2 separate regions of the Sus scrofa genome follow, and region 2 is linked to region 1. A link is a contact called in public promoter capture Hi-C data. All regions are on one chromosome and are shown on one strand. Each heading gives the region's core, a stretch centred on a gene start, on an enhancer-like site or on the middle of the called end of the contact. The rest is flanking DNA. Distances are from core to core; before and after follow the strand shown. Region 1 holds the start of SLC25A26 (S-adenosylmethionine mitochondrial carrier protein). Region 2 holds the start of KBTBD8 (kelch repeat and BTB domain-containing protein 8).

Region 1 (3,115 bases), core at 57-2,556:
TGTGACTTTGGACAAATTAACTCATATACTATTCCTCACTCCCCTCATCTGGAAAACTGGATAAGATTTCAATGGTTTGTCAGAGTTAAATGAAATGACGTATGTAAAGAGCTTACCCCAGTTCCCAGCAGAGCGACTGTCACAAGTACTACCAGCTTAACAGGAAAATGCCTTCAAAGTAATGCACTTCTAATACCTAGTTTACACAAATCCGAGCAAATCTAGATTTAAAACCATCATTCCACAAGCCTGGGTAACATACCCCTTCCACATCTTTCCCTAACACTCTGAAACTAACCCTCAAATCATTTATGATAACAATCATTTCACTATTCTGCCTCCACCACCCGTGCAGATCTATTTTGATCACCATGTTATCTCCAACACCTGCAAAAACACTTCATAATTAAATGAAGAAATTCCTCTAGATCTCCATTTCTCAGAAGTTTTGAAAAGGCATGTTATCTTCTGCCTCTGCCCACTCCCCTAGAATGAAAACACAAGCAGCCAATTTCTGTCTGGTTCACTTCTGTGTCCAGTATGCCCTACTGGACCTGTTGTAAGAACGGTTTCAAAATATTAAAGGATTTCTTTTTGGGTTTTGAAGTTAAGATACGTTGAATCTCGTTGTTTTCTAAGGAATTACACACCACTGACTTGCTGGCTCCACAGCACAGCTATTTGCGCTTATTAGTATACCCAAAGCCTAGAAGAACGCTTGGAAGTAGAATAAGTAGATTAATTATGTATTGGATGAATGGATCCGTCATTTTCCAAAACTGAAAAAAGATACAACGAAATGTATCTACCCCTACCCCACTCCCCCCACCCCGTCTCTTTCTGGCATAGGGGTAGGAAATATAGAACTGTGACACGAGGCCCAGTGTGGCCCAGGAACCGCGCGCTTCCTCCCACAACCGGTGACCGGGGACGATTCAGCGCGCAAAACCGGAAGAAGGTGCTAGAGCAGAGCAGTCACCACGGGCTCCAGCACAGGACTCCCGCACTCTGAGCGCCCCTCCCTACCGCCCCGTACTCACCACCAGCGAGGCTGTGAACCCAGGTTGGTCCATGGCCTCAAAGACTCAGTCAGGCCTATAATTCAAAGCTGAGCAGAGGCAGGTCGCGGCCCGCGGCACTGGAGCCGCCATGTTGGGGGCGGGGCGTGTAACGCAGGCCCTTCAGTGGCCACGTGAGACAGAACCACAACAACTACACGTGCAACTGGGGAAGCTGGGCCGAAGGGGAACCAGGAAGGAAGGGAGGATCCTGGAAAGTGTGGTGGAGCCAAATCTCGCGACTCTTCTCTGCCTCCATTTCGTAACGCTTCTGAGTAGGCTAAATAGAGGAACTCTCGCGAGCCAATGAGCGTGGGCAAGGCGCACGGAGCCATCCAGTGAGAGCATAGTGAAGCCAAAGTGTAAACCCAAAAGAGGCGTGGCCATAGTGGGAGGCGGGGCCGTGGAGCAGCCGGACTAGTTTCAAGTGAAAGGCCAGTCGTTTCTAGTAGATTTTTTTATTTTGGCTTTACCTCTTCGTTTAATCTGTAGAAATTTTGTTTGAACTGCCATTAAACAGACTCGTTATCAGGAAATTATTAAATATAGAAAAATGTTTCAAAAGTTTCCTTGCACAGCTAAAAATTATCATCTAAGGGCAGTTTTGCACTTAAAATTATATACTTTGCGTTATTTACTTGTTCATCTTGCTCGCTGTGATACCAGTTGCACACCTCGAAGATCACTTTATTTAAATACTTGATAAAAGACTTCTCGAAGTAGACCTGCCTTTACATTTATTAAATACTTTCTAAGTTTCCTTCTATTAAGGGCCACCTACATCTCAGATGTGATGCTTCAATACAACCACTTTATAAGATAAGCACCATTACCATTCTTATTTTACAGAAGCTCTGATGCTCCAAAGAGGTTCAGTAGCCGACCCAATCTTTAAGTTTTACCTAATGTCCTTGTCATCTTTCTTTAAAACACCTGCAACTGCCTTAGCACGCTCTTTGTCTGCTTTTCTTCAATCTGTTCTTCATACCACTACTAGAATCTTCTAGTTGCTATTCTCTTCTAGTTGAGATGATCTAGAAGTGATGAGCAGAATACTTTTACGGTTTAAATTCTGAACCCCAAGGAATCTGGAAGTGGCTTACGTGAGTGGTTCTGGTATTGACCAGGATTTATGGATTTTTTTAATCAAAAGAAATTGATAAGAGGCCAGCAAGAAACTTGGTAGGCTTTATTAGCACTGTGCTATAGCATGAGGCAGTGTAAACAAGTAACAGGTGCCCTTGCTTGCTGGGGAAGTCAGGGTGGAGCTGGCCCCTTATGTGGGGTGAGGGTAGGGGCAGGTCCAGGGGCCAGGCCTGAGAGATGGCTTGGGTAGTTTGGTGGTGGTTTGTGCAGGGTTCATGGGTCATACCCTGCTTTTGCTCCTGACTCCTGAGAAGTGGCAATTGGGTTTTGGTCTTCTTGTATCTTGTTCATAATTTGCCAAAGTTGCTCATGCATACAGTTATTTTTAGTCCCTTATAGTTTCTTTGTTATCTTGTTACTCTAGAAGAGGTTTGTCCAGGTGCAACCACTGCAGCAAAGTGTCCCAAGTCCCAACCTGTCTCAGTTCAGTCTCGGGGTCTCTTTGATGAGGTTGCAGTCAAGGCATCAACTCTCGGGCTTTATCTAAAGAAGTGATTTCGTCTGGAAGATCCACCTCCCAAATGGCTTATTTCCATGGCTGCCAAATTAGTACTAGCTATTGGCAGGTGGTCTCCGTTCTTCATCACAGAGACCCCTCCACAGGGTTGCTTGAGTGATCTCATGATGCGGCAGCTGGTTTCCCCAGAGTCCGTGATCTAAGAGAGAGCAAGACATAAATGTTATGTTCCATTATACAAAGGTAAAAGCTTCATCAGGTATTCTCACTACAAACCCTTCAGGAAATACAAATATTACAAACATGACCTGGGGCCTCCTTTTCATGAAATGCTAATGGAAAGATCCATTATCATTTGTACATGCCTTCTAAATGGCGTATTTCAATGCATTCTCATTGTCACCACATGCAGACAGAGTAAATATTCGCAAATCTTCTATTGTAAAAGATATAG
Region 2 (3,089 bases), core at 229-2,728, 740 kb before region 1:
GTGAACTAAAGAAATCTTGGATAAAATTCTGGAACAAATTCCAGATCAGCACTGTCCAATAAAACTCTCAGTGACGGAAACGTTCTATATCTGTGCTGTACAATGTGGCAGCCACTACCTACATGTGGTTACTGGGCACTTTAAACATGGCCAGTGTACTAAGGAACTTAATTTTTAATTTGATTTTAGATAATCGAAGTTTTAATAGCCACATGTGGCTAGTGGCTGCCATATTGGACAGTACAATTTTAGATTTTCTGAAACAAACAGAAACATATTCACTGACTTAAAAACCAGCCACCTGAATTCTAGAAGAATCTGTCAAGTACCCCCCCCACCTCAAAAAAAGGCTTAATAAAATAGGGCCAGTTATGTATTTTCTGCAAACAAATCCATTGGTTTCATTTCATTGTCGCATCTCAGTATAATAATCAAGTGGGCAATACTGAGGGAAAAAGGGAACTCGGTGCAGATCTCAATAGAAGTTTCCACCATCATCATACCTGAAGTAAGGGCTGATTGCAGCAAGAACGTTTCTATGACAGGAAAATGTTTTCCCGTGATCCACTTCCACTACAATGTCTGTTAGCTGCCCTTCATCGTACATTGTTTTGAGTTGCTTAAGAATACTGCAAGCATGGAAGGGGTCCATGGCTTCGCTGGCTGTGTCTGAAGATGGAATCCCATTCGGTGTTGGGGAAGACTTATTTAAATCTAGCAGGAAAAAAAAATCAACCACAAGAAGTTCGGAGTCAGTTTCACCGTCGCGGGGTTTTATTGGTTTCTTTGTTTAGTCTTGTTGTTGTGGGGTCGGATTTTTTTTTGGGGGGGAGGGGTTGTTTGGTTTGTCCTCCCCCCTTCTAAATACATACTTGTATACAGACACTCCCAAATAGGACCGCGAGGTAGGATCTGGGCAAGAGCGAGCTGCGATGCAAGTTCCAACAACCAGCCTGTTCCTCTGGGAGCCCGGCGAGCTCGAAGCCCGGTGCTCGCGGAGGGACCGTGCGGGCTGAATTGGCGAGGTGTCTACGAGGACTCCGCCACAGCCGGAACGTCCCAGCTAAGAGCGCAGGGCAGGAGCCTCACGAGGGAAGCTCGATGGATGGTGGCCGCCAGTGGCCCCCTCAACCGCCTAGTGAACAGGTCGGAGCGGAGGCGGGTACCCGGCCTCCCCATCCCTGTCCAGCCGGACCGCCCACCTCCCTCCACGCCATTCATCCTCCCTCCCCTCATCCCTGTCCACCTATCCATCCTTCTTTCCCGCTCCTCATCGCTGCCGCCTCAGCTCGCAGCCTGAGCTTGGCCCCAGGCCCACCACCCCTCCACACCTCGGTAACCACCACACGACCCACCTGCCGACGCGGCCATTTCTCGACGGGGCCCGGGCTCCAGCTATTTAAAGAGGAAATGTCATTTCGCTTCTCTCTCTCCCGGGTTCCGGCTCTTCTAAGCTGCCCCTAGCCAATGGGGTGTCCTACGCATCCGGCTCCGCCCGTAGCCTCCGAACTCCGGGCGCCTATTGGCCACGAGGAGTGCGAAAGCGCGTCGGGAAATGTAGTTTTATTGTCCCCGCTCCCGCGTGGTCTGGGTCGGGTGGAGGCCTAAGCCGGCGACTCCTATTGGGTGGTTCGGGAGGAGGAGGAGAGCAGGGAGCCCACCAGCCTGTGTCTGCAAGGCGCGCAGTGCCTGCCGGGAGAGGTAGTCTTCTGGCTGAGGAGAGCTGTCATTCTGAGAGGCGAGGTTAGGGAAAGCTCTTGAAGTGCGAATGTCCCCATTTTAGGCCTCTCTCGAGGCCCCCCGATCTTTTTTTTTCTTTTTTCCACCTGGTCTTTCGTTTCCTAAATCTCCTGCCAATGTTCAGCTTCCGGTATGAATGTGGGGGTCCGCGTGAGGGCTGTGAAACCAGACAAATTTGGAAATGGACAAGAGGGCTGTTGTCCAAAATTGTGAAGGAAATCTGACACCCCACTCCGAAGAAAAATATCGGGAGGCCGAAAGCAAGCCATCTCTGATGAGTCACCTGTGACACCCAATTGAAATAGCATCGCCTTGGCTGAGTCTTCCTGTTTCCACAGATTAACTTGTTCTGGTTACAACGGCTGCTCAGGATCTTTAACTCTCACTCAAAGCCTTGCTTTTCTCGAGCATCCAGGGAACACCTGTTCCATTTTTAAGAGCACATGAACATTATAAAGGGTTTCAAGGTGATTTCCTTTTATGTTCCTGAGAAAGTGAGGTGTTGAGATACTTAGTAGTCTGGGATTTCCTTTGAAGAAATACTGGAAAGTGCCCTGAGCCCAGGATTAGGGACAAGTACTGAATCTCTGACTCTTTACTTCTTAATGTGGGACCATACACAAGACCCTTTAATTCTTGAAATGTTTAGCTCCTTCACCGGTAATGTGTGAATAATTATTCCTATTCCATCTGCTTCACAGGCTGCAAGCCTTTTGAAAGAAAATACAAATTTTACTGTTGACATGTTTTCATTTTCTTGTCTCCTGTTTCTAGCATCTAACAGGGTGCCTGGCACATTATAGATACTTAATATTTTAAAAAAATGTAAGTCAGAAATGAGCTAATGTCAGAAATGCTATTTCTAGATGTTTGAAATTTAAGGCAATTTTATCAGTGAGTGGGAAGGGAAGGAATTTTTAGTGGAGATAGTCCATGAGCATAGCATTTCTAACCCTGAAAAGAGCCAACAGTTCAATTTTTTTTTTTAACTGACCTCTTTTGCGGCTGCATGTGGAAGTTCCCAGGGGTCCAACCCACACCACTGCAGAGATCTAGGCTGTTCCAGGGACAGCGATAGATCCTTAACCCACCCACCACAGGAGAACTCCAAATAGTTCAGTTTCTTGATGAAGGATCTTGGAATTTAAGAGGTGATGGAGGAGTTCCCATGTGGCTCAGCAGTAACTAACCCAACTAGTAATCTGAGGAGGAGGGTTCTACCCCTGGCTTCCCTCAGTAGGTTAAGGATCTCACGTCACCATGAGCTGCAGTGTCGGTCACAGACATGGCTAGGATCTGGCGCTTTGCTGTGCCAGCTACAGCTCCAATTAGACCGCTAGCCTGGGAAC

The links. Promoter capture Hi-C pulls out the DNA fragments that hold promoters and counts their contacts.
Region 2: a contact with region 1 is called in a promoter capture Hi-C map of liver, with 5 times the contacts expected there. The contact joins the promoter of KBTBD8 here to the promoter of SLC25A26 in region 1. A contact is called at or near these places in 1 of 5 promoter capture datasets (liver), 1 of 47 Hi-C or Micro-C datasets (skeletal muscle) and 1 of 2 datasets of contacts at active chromatin or transcription factors (skeletal muscle).

What each region holds. Positions count from the first base shown.
Region 1 is chr13:47,741,678-47,744,792 of Sscrofa11.1, reverse strand. SLC25A26 (S-adenosylmethionine mitochondrial carrier protein) reads right to left here and starts at 1,306. Exons shown (of 10, transcript XM_003358494.5): 1 at 1,041-1,306. The coding sequence starts at 1,073.
Region 2 is chr13:48,485,308-48,488,396 of Sscrofa11.1, reverse strand. KBTBD8 (kelch repeat and BTB domain-containing protein 8) reads right to left here and starts at 1,478. Exons shown (of 4, transcript XM_003358491.5): 1 at 1,356-1,478; 2 at 504-714. The coding sequence starts at 1,371.